Linked DNA regions of Mus musculus: region 1 is linked to region 2. A link is a contact called in public promoter capture Hi-C data. All regions are on one chromosome and are shown on one strand. Each heading gives the region's core, a stretch centred on a gene start, on an enhancer-like site or on the middle of the called end of the contact. The rest is flanking DNA. Distances are from core to core; before and after follow the strand shown. Region 1 holds the start of C130080G10Rik (RIKEN cDNA C130080G10 gene). Region 2 holds the start of Scg5 (secretogranin V).

Region 1 (2,986 bases), core at 356-2,855, 230 kb after region 2:
CTGGCGCTGGTGGCAGGCACTGGGTGTCAGTCGCCTGGAGCGCAGCTTTATAGCTCTCTGATGGACGGGGTCAGTTGGAGCAGCCGGGGGCAGGGGTGGGGGGCCCCTGATCTGCCACCTTGCCTTATTTGGTCGCCTTAGCACCATCTAGGACCGCTGAGGCCATTCTTGGAGCCAAGGGCAGGGTAGAGGATCAGCCAGGGGGCTCCCAGACCATGTAAGGAAGGGGAGGGGGCAGTCAGAGCAATGGCCATATAGGGAGCTAGGGAGGGGCAGGCCAGCAAGGGGTGGGGGACGGGGAAAGGCTATGTGATGCCAATGCGCCCCTTGGGGTGGGGGAGCTCCCTAGTTGTGGAGTGGGCTTATTGCTCTTCAGCCCTTCCAAACTAAGGGACAATGAGTCACACACACACACACACACACACACACACACACACACACACACACACACACACACAATGCCGGAAGACTTGGCGCCCTGCCCTTGGAGAAGGGTCCTGACAGCTGGGCTGGGGCTGCAGGGGACAGACAGCAGCTTCTCATCTTCCAGTACTGGGAGACAGAGGAGCAGAGTCATAGGCACAAAGAGCAGCTTGACAGGATATTTGAGTACCTGGATGCAAAAGGGGCACCTGGGTAGTGCATCTTCTGGTCTCCTTTAGCCTGAGCTGGGACTATGCTCATCTAGATGGGAAAGCCAGAATTCACCAGTCTCGGACCCACTGCAGACATGGTCTTGAGTTGGCAGAGAAGAAGCTGAGAAGGGTTGTCTGAGGGTCTAGCCAAGTCCAGCCCAGAGGCCAAATAGTTCTCATCCACTCTGTAAGAGTTTTGCTCAAAATCAGATTTCAGTCTATGAGCCACCACCGGGTCTTCAGATGCTAAAATAAATGGAGGCACTGATACCAAAAATATCTCAGTTACTTGCTGGCAGATAGATGGGCATCTTTTAAACAGGCTTTGATAAAGTTCTTCATCCCAGGTAATGACCCACCTTAAAAAGCAAATGTTTTTGTGGAGAAGTTCATAGCCACTTAGGATAAGAGAATTTACCAACCCTCCTACACGAAGCGTGGACCATAGATAAACAGCATCTTCATAACTTGAGTGATTTAGAAATACAGTATCCCTGACCCCGCCCCAGAGTCAGATCTACTGTATGGCAAGATAAGATGTCCATGATTAGCATTGAAAGTGTGAGAAGCATTGCTACAAACGGGAGTCATCTCCTTCGTGGAGAACACTTTGAAGGAACTTTGCATTTTTTTTTTTTTCAGAATGAAACAGAAAGATAGCAGTGAAGAGAGGGGGAAGGAACAGGAGAGAAAAGGACACAGGTCACTAGCTTGCCCTGGGGTGCCCTGTATTCTTGGTTCTTGACTAGTGCTTGGACTTCTAATGCTGTGCTTTTCCTTCAGTTCACACCAGTTAAAAATAGAAAACTGGGCACCGGCATCTCTGTCTAGAGTGGGCTTGGATTGATATGCTGAGCAGGACTGCTGATTAGATACTTCAGGGGCCGGGCAGTGCTGGGTCCTCCCCTCAGAGCTTCTCAACCATGTTTGGGATGGTCTAGGGATGAAACTGCTGGACAGCTGAGCCATGGAGACTGGGGAGAGGCCTGCCTGGCTGAGACCAAGCCCTGCTGTACCATCTGCATTTGACAGTGAGGATGCCCATTGACAGGAAGCAGACGTAGAGAAAAGGAGAATCAGAATGATCGACAGGCTTCAAATCCTACCTCTAACACTTAACTACGTTCCGCACGTTTGGTCTCGGGCAGGCCAGTTAACTCATCAAGACCCCATTTTCACCCCCCTGAAAAGTGGCATAGTAACTCAGTTCTATTGAGTTACTGAGGACTGGCCCACAAAGAGACAAGCAATGTAAGTCAGACGCAAGACAGACTGAACCTGCTCTGTCACCATTCGATACTTTTAGAGGTGGGATTAGCTTTCTGTTTGGAAAAATTGGGTCACTACCATTCATTCCTCCATTCAACAATGTTCTATTGATTATGAAGCAGAGTTCAGTGGTAACTAGCACACAACAGGATTTATCCTCAGTGGTAATTGTGGAAGTCAGAGACGTGGAACATCCTTGGAAGGGAGAGGTGGTTTCACTGGGTTATTTAGAAATGGGCCAGAAAGCATCTAAATGGAGTTTCACAGATAGCCTTTTTTGAAATATCATTTAAGTTTTTGTTTTATTTATTTTTTTTTTTGGCATCATTGAAATATATTCATATAGGCCAGGATAAGCCCCCCTACAAAATGGGTAACAGAAGATGACCTTGAACTCCTGACATCCCAATTTCTACCTCCTGAGCGCTGAGACTGTAGGTGGCCTAATTGTTTCTAAAGTAGAATGGATCTGAAGTTCCTGAACTTGCGTGCAAGCGTTTGACAGAGGCTGATGAGAGATTCCTGTCACTGTGTGTGTGCCGAAGTTCTCTGGAACTGGGACCGGTGATATTGATCTGACCCTCTGCAGTGTTCCGAGGGCTTGCTTACCCACTCCAAGTCTGTGAGTCCTAATGAAGCAGAGCTAAGTCCGCTGAAGACCACCTTTGGGAGGTAATACGCATCCTTGAGACATTTTTAAAACTATGTTTTATGGTCCATTGAGTATATTTTAATTTTTTAAAAAATATTTATTGTTATTAGTGTCTCTGGAGGGAGGAGGCGTTGGTGTCAGAGTATGGGAGAAAGTTGAGAGACCCACTTGGTTCATCTGGTTTTCTCTTCGGCCTTCACATGAACCTTAGAGATTGATCTCAGGCCATCTGTCTTGCACAGTTCACTTTTACCTGCCGAGAATTATTATCAGACCTCAACTAGTCTTTTAACACTTAAAGCAACATATATTTTCATGTTGTTATATTTATACTAAAAAGGAATACTTTTTCTCAAAGGTTTATGACAACTGCATTCAAAGCTCTTCTTCTAACTTTGAAATATAGTATGCATCGTCTACAGTTACCCTA
Region 2 (2,796 bases), core at 230-2,729:
GGGCAACCATAACACAACTGGGGTGATATAACTATGACTCACAAGTTGAGGCTGAAGGACCACCCTGAAAGGAGACTCAAATGAAAAATTCCTAGAGGTTTGCTTTGTGTCCAAGCCAGGTAGGAAACCGCTGTGTGAAGGAAATAAGAAGACAGAAGAGTCTAGGATAAACTAGTCCCTCTAACTTGACACCTGAGGATTCTAAGGACAGGAATATGTTCTCACATCTATGGTCTGTGATCCTTGCAATCTAAGCACTTTTGGATTTGAGATAGGGAGGGTGGTAATTTTTAAGATCTCCTAGTTTAAGGAAAGAAAGGAATAACAAAAGGGAGTTAGGGAGACCCAAACAGTAAAAAACAAACAGACAATCAAAAAACATCCCAGAGAAAGGTCTGGAGTAGTGGCCGAGGGTGTTTGAACTTAGCAGACCAGCAGGCAATAGGTGAAGATCCCGAGCAGAGAGGTACGCCAACTCCTATCCTGCTCTGTGATGAGGGAAGCAAGCAACATGAGACGCTTGACTGCATACCAGCTAGGTCTTCCTGGGCAAGTTCCTCAGCCTCCTTTTCTACAGACCAAGGATAGCAACAATCTATCTTATAGAGTTACTGTGAAGATAAAGATCAAAATCATGTAAGGAGCATGGAGCAAAGCCAGGTACCTAGTAAGCCCCCTGCACGTCTAGCCCCTTGATGGTAATAAGCGGTTCTGGGAGTTAAGGTTTGCGGAGGCAGAAGCAGCAGGGAGAGGAAAGACAGTGACATGGTGGGGGATAAATCTGCCTTACATGTTGGTGTCCGTAGAAGCCACGGGAAGCTGAACAAGGAAACAGTTTTCACACAGCTTCCCTGGCAGCTGCTCGTTCAGGATGGGTGCTTCAGGCCATAGTCAGATAAACCCTTTTGAGCATTCACACGGGAATAGGGAATAAAAAGGTAGGGAACAAGCCAAATATCTTCCCTAAAACAAATACTTCATTTTATCTGTCTGCAGCTAACGGCCTTTCCTTGCAACTCACAGACATTAAAACCATGCTCTTCAAAGAGCCAAGGACCGCTATTTTAACAGCACAATCTACCGCTGTGATAAAAGGGCTGGATGCGGGCACCAGGCTCCATCATCTCCATCTTTCTTCATGAACTCCGAATACAGGATGTTTTCTTTACTGGCTAGCCCACGGATGAACTACCCAATCGCTGCTCTCGGAACTCCACCCCCACCCCTTATTTATAACCACCCCCTGTAATCCCCGCATCCATCCTTTGTCTGACCCCAGCTAGGGTTTCTGAAGGGCATGCTCCCCCACACCCAAGGAACCCAAGCACTCCCGCTTTCAGCTGAACGACAAGTCGGACCGCATCACCTGCATCACTGCGGAACTCACCGTGTGGCCGCGGGCGAGCTTCTTGCAATCTAGGCCAAAACAGGGAGCTGACGTGCTGGATAGCTCCTGCGTCACCTCCCTCCGAAACCTCGGTCCACCCAGGCCCCGCCCACAGCAGGTGGAAGAGGCCTTCCCAGAATTCCTGGAAGGCATTGCAGGCGCCTGCGTCTCAGGCCTGGAATGTTGCTCAGCTCCAACTGAAGCAGTCTCTGTGTCTCTTGGCTGTTTCTAGGGTGCCCCCTTTCTCCATCGACCCCTATGAACGTCATTTACCTCCTTTATCAGTCTCAAGCAATTGCCACAAGTAGATGGCATCTTTAATTGACATCCTCTAGATTTTAGAATTACCATACAAATGGGTTTCATGCTGGAATGTTCATACTCTCTTCTAGTACTTTTCCTTTCCTACCCCCGCACTTAAGCCCTGGTGACAGTGCTACCCTCCCTTAAGGCCCCAGGGGACCCGGAGGCTCTGAGCATTGCTTCATAAGTTCACTAAGAGGTGAACGTGCAGGACACTTTCGGGGCATGCAGAACTTACCTAAACAGACCTGGAACTTCTATTTTGTGATACCAACGGTGGGACCCAGGATCTTAGGAGATTCCTGGCCCTAAAAGTAACAGTACAAATGCTGCAAAGCCTTCATCAAGAAACTTGTGGTAAACAGCAAGTTCCAGGATGTGGTTAGAATTCAGATTTTCTTTTTTCTTACTGCAGCTAGAAGCAGCAAACCCACTGACATTTTACTGTAATGAATAGAAGCTGGAAGACTTGTCAGCCAGAAGTTTGTGTGAAAAGCCAGACATCTAGTGCCTTTGGTTCCCTGGATGCTTTCTGTTTCAGTCAAGATAATAAACACTCTCCTGGATTCAGGTACACAATACCTACTACTAATGAATACTGTTTACTCTCAAGTTGACTTCAACATAGCTCAGTTATATTCAACTTAATATTGGAAAAATAGGTTGCTGGCTGTGTAGTTGACAGAAACATACAAAAACTGTACGATTCATGTTGTACTTATTAGACAGGGTGTGAAGACCTTTTATTGCTGACAAAATGCAGATGGAAAGGACATTTTTATAAAATTTTGGTTCACAACTTTTGAGATTTCAGTACATGACGGTGGGAGCTCATGGAGGGTCAGGATAAAGAGCAGAGCATACAAGGTCCCCCAGTGACACACTTACTCCTAATGGTTCTACAACTGCTACAGTGCCACTAGCTAGGAACAAAGCATTCAGCTTGAGCCCCTGGGCAACAGTTCACATGCAAGCTTGAGGAGTGCATGGGTCTTACCATGGCTGATCTCAAAAGAGCCTACATACCTCAGCCTCCAGAATAGGTAAGATTACAGGCATGTGCCAGTACACTTGACTAAAACCTGGTATTTTTAAAATAAAATATG

What was found. Capture Hi-C pulls out chosen DNA fragments and counts their contacts.
Region 1: a contact with region 2 is called in a promoter capture Hi-C map of pancreatic islet. The contact joins the promoter of C130080G10Rik here to the promoter of Scg5 in region 2. A contact is called at or near these places in 2 of 39 promoter capture datasets (the C10 cell line and neural stem cells), 1 of 115 datasets of contacts at active chromatin or transcription factors (embryonic stem cells) and 1 of 9 other capture datasets (pancreatic islet).

Annotation. Positions count from the first base shown.
Region 1 is chr2:114,052,791-114,055,776 of GRCm38.p6, forward strand. It overlaps C130080G10Rik (RIKEN cDNA C130080G10 gene), which reads left to right and starts at 1,606. Exons shown (of 3, transcript NR_028422.1): 1 at 1,606-2,576. Actc1 (actin, alpha, cardiac muscle 1) reads right to left here and starts at 85. Exons shown (of 7, transcript NM_009608.4): 1 at 1-85.
Region 2 is chr2:113,827,612-113,830,407 of GRCm38.p6, forward strand. Scg5 (secretogranin V) reads right to left here and starts at 1,480. Exons shown (of 6, transcript NM_009162.3): 1 at 1,388-1,480.